3 separate regions of the Mus musculus genome follow, and all the other regions are linked to region 2. A link is a contact called in public Micro-C and promoter capture Hi-C data. All regions are on one chromosome and are shown on one strand. Each heading gives the region's core, a stretch centred on a gene start, on an enhancer-like site or on the middle of the called end of the contact. The rest is flanking DNA. Distances are from core to core; before and after follow the strand shown.

Evidence for each region. Promoter capture Hi-C pulls out the DNA fragments that hold promoters and counts their contacts. Hi-C and Micro-C count contacts between places; a contact is called where the count stands out from the background.
Region 1: a Micro-C map of embryonic stem cells shows a contact between it and region 2, with 5 times the contacts expected there. The contact joins the promoter of Jund here to the promoter of Tpm4 in region 2. A contact is called at or near these places in 2 of 484 Hi-C or Micro-C datasets (CD4 T cells and embryonic stem cells).
Region 3: a contact with region 2 is called in a promoter capture Hi-C map of neural stem cells. The contact joins the promoter of Ccdc124 here to the promoter of Tpm4 in region 2. A contact is called at or near these places in 1 of 39 promoter capture datasets (neural stem cells), 1 of 115 datasets of contacts at active chromatin or transcription factors (extraembryonic endoderm stem cells) and 1 of 9 other capture datasets (adipose tissue).

What each region holds. Positions count from the first base shown.
Region 1 is chr8:70,696,364-70,699,063 of GRCm38.p6, forward strand. It overlaps Jund (jun D proto-oncogene), which reads left to right and starts at 1,376. Exons shown (of 1, transcript NM_010592.5): 1 at 1,376-2,700. The coding sequence starts at 2,695.
Region 2 is chr8:72,133,937-72,136,636 of GRCm38.p6, forward strand. Tpm4 (tropomyosin 4) reads left to right here and starts at 1,352. Exons shown (of 8, transcript NM_001001491.2): 1 at 1,352-1,517. The coding sequence starts at 1,386.
Region 3 is chr8:70,872,128-70,874,827 of GRCm38.p6, forward strand. It overlaps Ccdc124 (coiled-coil domain containing 124), which reads right to left and starts at 1,363. Exons shown (of 5, transcript NM_026964.3): 1 at 1,332-1,363.

The DNA of each region.
Region 1 (2,700 bases), core at 126-2,625, 1.4 Mb before region 2:
CTTTGAGTTCGAGACTAACCTGGTCTACAGAGTGAGCTCCAGGACAGCCAGGGCTACACAGAGAAACCCTGTCTCGAAAAGCAACCAAAAATGTTCAGGTCTTACTATTTCTTTACATTTTCCATGCCACTACAAAATGCTCTCCTTGCCTGATAGGGAAAGTGAGTCTCAACAGAGGTAAAACTTAATTTGGTACGTAAACCTGTCCCCAGTCAGCTCAAACCACCGCCTCCAGAGCGCACGCCCGCCCATCCCCCACCCGCCAAGGCCAAGTCCCAAGGTCAGGGCGGAGCCTCGCGCGCTCCGCCAAGCTCCGTACGGCCCCGGGGAGAGGCAGGCCTGGCGCCGGGGGCTGGCTGGCGTTGGGCCAGCACTAGCTGGCTCAGTCGTTTGGCGGGGGGCGGGGGAGGGGGTGCTGGCTGGGATATGGCTCGCGAAGCGCAAACCCCACGTGTGTGGTGAGGGGAGAGTCCACTCTATCTTTCTGGATGGTCACTTGCCTACAAAAGGGGATAAAACCTGGGTGTGTGGCTCTCTGAGGCAACAACTGGTCAAGGCTCGGGCGGGGGTTTGGGGGGAGGGGGGAGAACCCTCTGAGGCCTCAATGGCCTGGGCGAAGGTCCTGAGGTGCAAAGGAGCTCCAATGGGGTACAGATTGGAGAGGAGTCACAGAGAAGGGATGAGACTCCTCTCTGGTCTTCTAAGGGTTGTGTTGAGTGTGCTGGGACTTGTTGCTCCCACCTCTTCCACCTCCGTTCCCAGCAAGCAGAAAAGCCTGCATCAGGCCTGGTGGCATACTGTACTAATTAAGAGGGTAATTACCAGTCCGGATTCTCATTTGCAGGCTCCACTCTGGGACCCACCTCAGGCTCTAGAAGAGTCAAGAGTAAAAACGTGTACTGCCATGGCTGTCCAGAGGCCTGGCACCCTAGTTCTGTCCTTGGGAGGACAAATGTGTGGTAAATGCCTGTCCTTACAGCACATAGAAGGCAGAAGGATCACTTCTCAAGTCTAGCCTGAGCTACAGAAAAATTCTGTCTCAAAACAAAGGCAAAAACAAAACAAAACAAAAAAAACCCCACAAGCTCACCCCAGAACTTCCATCAGCAGGAGCCCCAGGTCAACCTGGGTTACAGCTTTTGCATAGTGCCCTTTAACTCTAGCACTTAGCAGGTCCACATCTGTAAGTTCCCAGCCAGCCCCAGCTGGAAGGTGAGAGATCCTTGCTCAAAACACAAAGTAAAACTCAACAAACCCAAGACTCAAATCTCATGCTAAGATGAGGTGATGGGCACGTCTTTCACGTTGAGGCAGTGAAATCACCCTCAGTCTTGGTCAGCTAGGGTACAGGGTGTCCTAATAACTGAAACCGAAGCAAGGCACAATGGCATATATTAGTCATCCAGAAGCCTGAGGTGAGATTTTGGGGGGTTCGGGAGGTCATTCTGGGGTACAGAGTGAGATTCTGTTTCAAAACGTCCCAATCCAGGGCCATAGGGTAGGCTTAGAAAGTAAACGTGACTGCACCCAAGTCGGACAGCCAGAGTGCCACACCGGGGAGAACAGACTCCCAACTCTCCTCTGACCTTCCTGGACACACACACACACAAAGCACAGATACCTACACAGACAAACACAGATACACAACCACACAGACAAACACACCAGCATGTAAAATAAAAACCGAGATCTGTAGGCCGAGGTTAAGAGACTCAGGCCTGTTACTGCCACACTTGGGAATATGAAACAGGGGGACTGAAGTTAAGTTCATGAATAGCGGAGTCTAGAGGATGAGATCCTGTCTTGACCCAAAACAAAGATTAAAAAAATTTTTTTTCACCGAGATCAAGAAAAAAACCTACAACTGATGGCTACCCTGGCTGCAGTTGGACTCCACACATCCCATCCTCAGTTTCCCCAAGGAAAAGGCAGGAGGTCAGCTTTTAGGGCGTTCGACTCCACCCTGTGAAACTGACAAGGAGCTAAGTAGTTGTGGGGACTCTCCAAGGGACCCTCCTCTGCCTCCCCCTTCCTGCCCACACCTGCCAGCTCCCAGCCGGAGGAACCCTGGCCGGCGCCCGGCCCCCGAGGGGCGTGCCTTCGGTGGGCGTGACGCGGGGCGTGGCTTCACAGAGGGCCTGGGTTTATGAGGCTCCACACATCACGCCACAGAAGTGCCAGAGACAGGGGAGAGATAGACGCACAGATGAGGTCCAGTTTGAGAAACAGAGAGGCAAGATCTAGAGGGAAGTAAAGAGGGGAGGAAGAGAAAGGGAGGAGAGGCAAGAAACAGCAGGGTAGGGACAGAGCCTGCCCGGCAATCCAAGCTGGGCGTGGTGACCCGGCCAAACCGCGTTCAGCCCCACCCCCATGACGTCAACCCACAATGCAGCGCGTTGTTGTGCCATGTAGCGAGCGTCGCTCTTGGCAACAGCGGCCGCCACCAGGCGAGGGCGTCCCGCTCCCGCCCCTTTATGCAAATCAACGACGTCACCTCGCGCCAATGGCGAGCGGGGGCGGTGAGCTCATCGCGGGGGCCGAGGCTATAAGAGTGCGCGCGGGCGGCGCGGGGCAGAGCGGCCGGCATCGGAGCCGGTCTGTACGGGCAGCGGACTGGGGGGCATACGGGGCCCCCCGGGGAGGCCGCGGCCACTCCCCCCGCCCCGGGGCCGAGCGCGGCGGGGGAAGGTGGGGATGGAA
Region 2 (2,700 bases), core at 102-2,601:
CTTTAATCCCAGCACTTGGGAGGCAGAGGCAGGCGGATTTCCGAGTTCGAGGCCAGCCTGGTCTACAGAGTTCCAGGACAGCCAGGGCTACACAGAGAAACCCTGTCTCAAAAACAAAAACAAAAACAAACAAACAAAAAAACAGATGCCTAACAAATGTGCAAAAGTTAGAGGAGTGAAAATTTGATCTTAGAGGGGAATTGGTCCCTGAGAGTGGGTCTCTTCCAGGACAGACCTGAAAGCCAGGTGTGGGAGCCAGATTGGAGTGGGAGCAGGATGTGGGGCTCTTGAGGGTAAGTTTCTCAGCAGGGGAAAGGGCTTGCACACTGGTCAGAAAGTTTCTGCCTACAAAACTGGGAGTTTCTATAGGCTCCACTTTGCTTAAACAGAGATCACCTGAGAGCTGCATTCAGAAAGTGAGAATGCAAAATCCAATTTGTAGTGTTTCAAACTAAAGCTATGACTTCCTCAAGAGAGTGGGGACTCTTATGAGTCCAAGAATGGCCAGTCCTTAGGTCAAGAGTAAAATCCCTCTGTATTCAGTAATGCACACTTACCGCTCTGTGTATGTGGAGGGAGTATTTTATATTTTATGTGAGGGTGTTTTGCATGCATGCATGCCTATGCTAAGGGGTCATGGAAGCAGAGAATGTTGGCTCCCCTGGAACAGGAGCTGGGAATCAACCTGAGTCCTCTGTACAAGACCTTGTCTATATACACTTTTTACTTTCACAAACTTGTGTCCTCTGAATGAGACCTTCTTTATATAAACCTTTTACTTTCTACATTAATGTGGGCGCATGTGTGAGATTAATGGACTCTGGGCATTAGGCTTGGTGGCAAGCACCTCTACCCATGGAGCCATCTCATCAGCTCATAAAGACTTTGTTCATTTGCAGGGCCTTAAACTCCCAGTCCTTCTGCCTCAGCCTCCCAAACTCCGGGCAATGGACCATTAGGCTGACTCATTATCTTCTGTGTCCCCAGGTGAAAGAGCAGCTGACGTAGTTCCAGAAGAAACTGAAATGCGTGGAGGACGAACTGGACAGGCACTCCGAGGACCTGACAGACTTAAAGAAGACTCTAAAGCAGACGGAGAATAAAGGCTCCCAGGTAAGTGCGCGGCCGCTGGGCCAGGCGGGGCGGGCAGTGAGGGAGGACGAGGAGCCCACAGGGCAAAGGCGGCTAGCTGCACCGACGTCAGCCACCCCCTCCCACCCACCCCCCGCCCGGTGCTGACGTCGCGGCCGGCCCGGGTGACCTCATGGGCCTGACAGCAGGGCCGGGGGGCGGGGAGAGGCGGGGGCGGCCCCGGCGTGGCCAAGGCTGGCGGGCCCGGGCGCGGCCGCCCAGCTGTCGCCGGAGCCCAGCAGAACGATTGAGCTATGGCCGGCCTCAACTCACTGGAGGCAGTGAAGCGCAAGATCCAGGCCCTGCAGCAGCAGGCAGACGACGCAGAGGATCGCGCGCAAGGCCTGCAGCGCGAACTGGATGGCGAGCGCGAGCGGCGCGAGAAAGTGAGAGACCAGGACCCGCGCCGTCCGCGACCCCCGCCCGATCCCACTTTTCGTCCCGCGCGCTTCCGGGCCCGCAGTGCTCCCTGGCGCCCTCTTTTCTTCCCAGCTCCGCATGCTTCTAGCTCCCCCTTCCTCCGTCTCCCCTCCGCCTTGATCATCCATACCCTTGGATCCTGGAGCCCCGTACGCTGGCGGGGCAGGAACTGGGAGGTTGCGGGGGGGACAGTCCTGCGCGGGGCACTCCGGAGTAGTGGGGCAAATACCGCGCTCCCATTGTCTGCGGCTGACCAAGGTGGGGGCGGGGGCGGTGCGCGCTTTTGCTTCTTCGCGCCCGAACTTTCCCGGCACGTCCTTAGGGTGCGGCCGCGACACGTCCGCTGAGGGCGGGGTGGGGACAGGAGAATTTGGACGCTGGCCTGCAGGACACCCACCACCACCACCATCACCCTGTGTCCCCCTAGCCCCAGGTAATATCCACTAGGGGGCCTGCCCGACGCCGGAGCGCCCACTGTATGCGCCTTCCCTGAGAGTTCAGGGACCGGGGTGCATGAATAGTTCGGAAAGAGGAAAGGCCTCCGCGCCTCCTCTTCATCCCTGGGTCAAGCCCGGGGCCAGAGATGGGTCTGGGTTCTAAGCCCAGCTCTGGCACCCACAAAGCGTTCGATTCGTGTCTCCCAAAAGTCTGCTACAGGTGGGTAGAAAGAAAAGACTAGGGAGAGGCATTCCAGACGTTTCCGGGGCAAGGAGAGCCCCTTGCCTGAGTAGTAGGGCGGTGTTTGCTAGCGAAGGAGACTCACAGACAAGGGAAGAAGTGTTGTGTGATTGCCCAGGTCTCCTGAAGCCGTAGTGTGGGAACTCAGGGCGGGGACCCTAGAAACTGAAAGGCTAGGTGGAGTTGGCAGTGCAGGTACCGCCTGGACTCCTCCCAAGACTGCCTGGGCGACAGCCTGGCCTGGGTAGAAGCCTTGAATCCCTCAAGGACCGCTCGGGCTGGAGAAAGCCTCAGAACCGGGCGGAAGCTCTGCACAGTAGCTGTTACGGCTTCTCATACGCCCGTCCCACCCTAGACATCTCCAAAATGGCCTCGAGACTCCAGCCAAGCCAGGAATTTGGCGGCCCAAGGGTGGAGTGCGGGGGATGCCTTTTGGAAAACTCTGAGCTGCTTTAAAAGTTCATGTGGGAA
Region 3 (2,700 bases), core at 113-2,612, 1.3 Mb before region 2:
AGCCCTGCCCTCAGGACCTCACACCCAGCCTGAAACTTTCCATCCTCCTGCCTCAGCAGGATGACAGGCATGCAGCATTATGCTGGGCTCATGTTTCTCTTCTAACCCAATAAACTCCTGCTGAAACTTCAGGGCAAGGCTGGCTGGGACTAGAGGCATGGCTGCCACGCTGGGACAGGTGGATACCTCTAAGCTCCAGGCCAGCCTAGGCCATACAGAGCATCCCTCAAGAAACAAACCAGGGTGCTGGTGAGATGGCTCAGTGGTTAAGAGCACTGACTGCTCTTCCAAAGGTCCTGAGTTCAAATCCCAGCAACCACATGGTGGCTCACAACCATCCGTAACAAAAATCTGATGCCCTCTTCTGGAGTGTCTGAAGACAGCTACAGTGTACACACATATAATAAATAAATCTTGAAAGAAAGAAAGAAAGAAAGAAAGAAAGAAAGAAAGAAAGAAAGAAAGAAAGAAAGAAAGAAAGAAAGAAAGAAAGAAAGAAAGAAAGAAAGAAAGAAAGAAAGAAAGAAAGAAAGAAAGGAAGAAAGAAAGAAAGAAAGAAAGAAAGAAAGAAAGAAACCAGTTCAGGTGTAGCACCAGAGAAGGCCGACCAAGAGCTCCTGACGTTCCCAGACCGGAAATTTCTCTTTAAGGCATTTGGTGGTGGCGTTGTGGGTGTGTGGGTGTGGAGTGGGTATCCGGAGTCATTTGTATCCAGAAAGAGCCTCGGTATCTTGCCCAGGCTATCCTGGAACTCAGAATCTTCCTGACTGAATGTCTACTGTATATATGTCATTTAACAAACCATCGTCATCAGCAAGTTGGGGGCATTAAGGAGTCCGCGAGCACGGACAGCAAAGGACCCTCCTCACTAGGGACCTGATCAGATCCGCACCACCACCTCAGTTTCCGGACCTACCTAGGGTCCGAGGCCGGGCATCGTGGGCCCACGCCTGTGATTCCAGCACTTAGCAATGCTGAAGTAGGAGAATTACACTGAGTTCGAGGCAGCCTAGACTACAAAATGAGCCCAGGACTCTAAATAATCCCCTTCGAAAAGTGCCTACGTGGTTCCCCATGACTGCCAGGCCGCGCGGCAGGAGGAAAGTGACAGAAAACTCCTACTCCTCCTCCTCCAGGAAGCCCTCCCGGCTCGACCTGGGCCGGAAACTGGCTGAACTCCCCGCGAGCTTCTGCGCCTGCGCGCTGGGAGCACCCACCACCGGGCACCCCATCTCCAGTTCCGCCTTCCCGCCGGCAGGACCCCCAGGCCGAGCCGCGCCCGCCCAGCGTGCCCCGCAACCCGGCTCCGCCCGCGCCACAGCCGTTCCTACCTCTTCCCCCGGCACCGGCTCGGTCGCGTGTCAATGACGTCGCCGCGCCTGCGTACTCAACTTTCGGTGGCGCTCTACTCATGACGTTCTCGAATGCCGCCATCTTGGTAGAGTCTGTAGGAGTTTTTCTCTGAGCCAAAATACTAAACCAGTGTTGCCAGCTCTCCTTCTTTCCAAGCAAAATGTTTTCAAGAATAACACGTTATCGGCCCATCTCAGATATTGGTGAACAAAAACGGAAGATAAACGCTAAACTCCATAACGGTGACCTCACCAAGATGGCCGCTGCCCGGAGAAAAGATGGGGAGGCCGGCCCCAGCCCTGTGGCGACGGCCGGGATGTGGTTGCTGTGCCACCAGGGGGCGTCAGTGGCCCACCCGGGGTGCGGGCCTGGCTGCTCTGGGCTCTTTGTCAGGCCAATGGCTCCTCCAACTCAGGGCAAAAGTGAGAAGACATCCCTTGCCCTGTCTGAGTCGGGAAACTGAGGGTCAGACGGAGTAGAAGTTGGATTAGACTAAATGCAACCGACATGGCCGTCATGGTGTCATTCATTCCAGCACTATGGGGCCCGAAGCAGAAGGACTGACTGCAGACCTAGGCCGAAAGTGACACTATCTCAAAAATAATTGAACATAACTGAATTGCTAAATAAATCACAAGCCGGCGCGGGGCGGTGGTGGCGCACGCCTTTAATCCCAGCACTCGGGAAGCAGAGGCAGGCGGATTTCTGAGTTCGAGGCCAACCTGGTCTACAGAGAGTGAGTTCCAGGACAGCCAGGGCTACACAGAGAGATCCCAGCTGCTCGGCGTCCGCTGCTGCCCGAGTCAGCCCCCGCCTTGTTGCTGAAGCCGACTGGCACTGCTTAATCTTTTGCTTTTCTTTACTCCCCCCTCCCCTAGTTCTTTTTTGATGCTTCTGTTGCTTCATTGACGATTAACTTCATCTTAGTCTGCAATACTTAGGATTTTGTGCATCTCTGACACAGTTACTGCCACATCCGGTCATCCTTGGAGTTTCTGGAGCCGTGAATGACCCTGAACTGGTCCCCCTGCCTCATTGTCCCAGGCGCTGGAATGGCAGGCATGGCCCTGTAGGAAAGAAAGCAGAAGGTTCAGTTCGAGGAGTCTATTACTGTGAGCGGGAATGCAGAGCAGGAAAGATGGCTTTGCGGGAAGAGGCGCTGCCCCATCCTCACCCTAACAGCAGCCGGAGCTGGCTCCCCGTCCGTGTGGTGGACTTTGAGAAGCACAAAAGGAAAGGCACACAACTCTCGGCGTGGTGTTTCAGTTTGTGGACTGCTAATGTTGGCTTTCTTGGGCCTTTTGCAGGTGATCAGCCTCTGCAGTGACTGCACGGACCCCAGAGGAG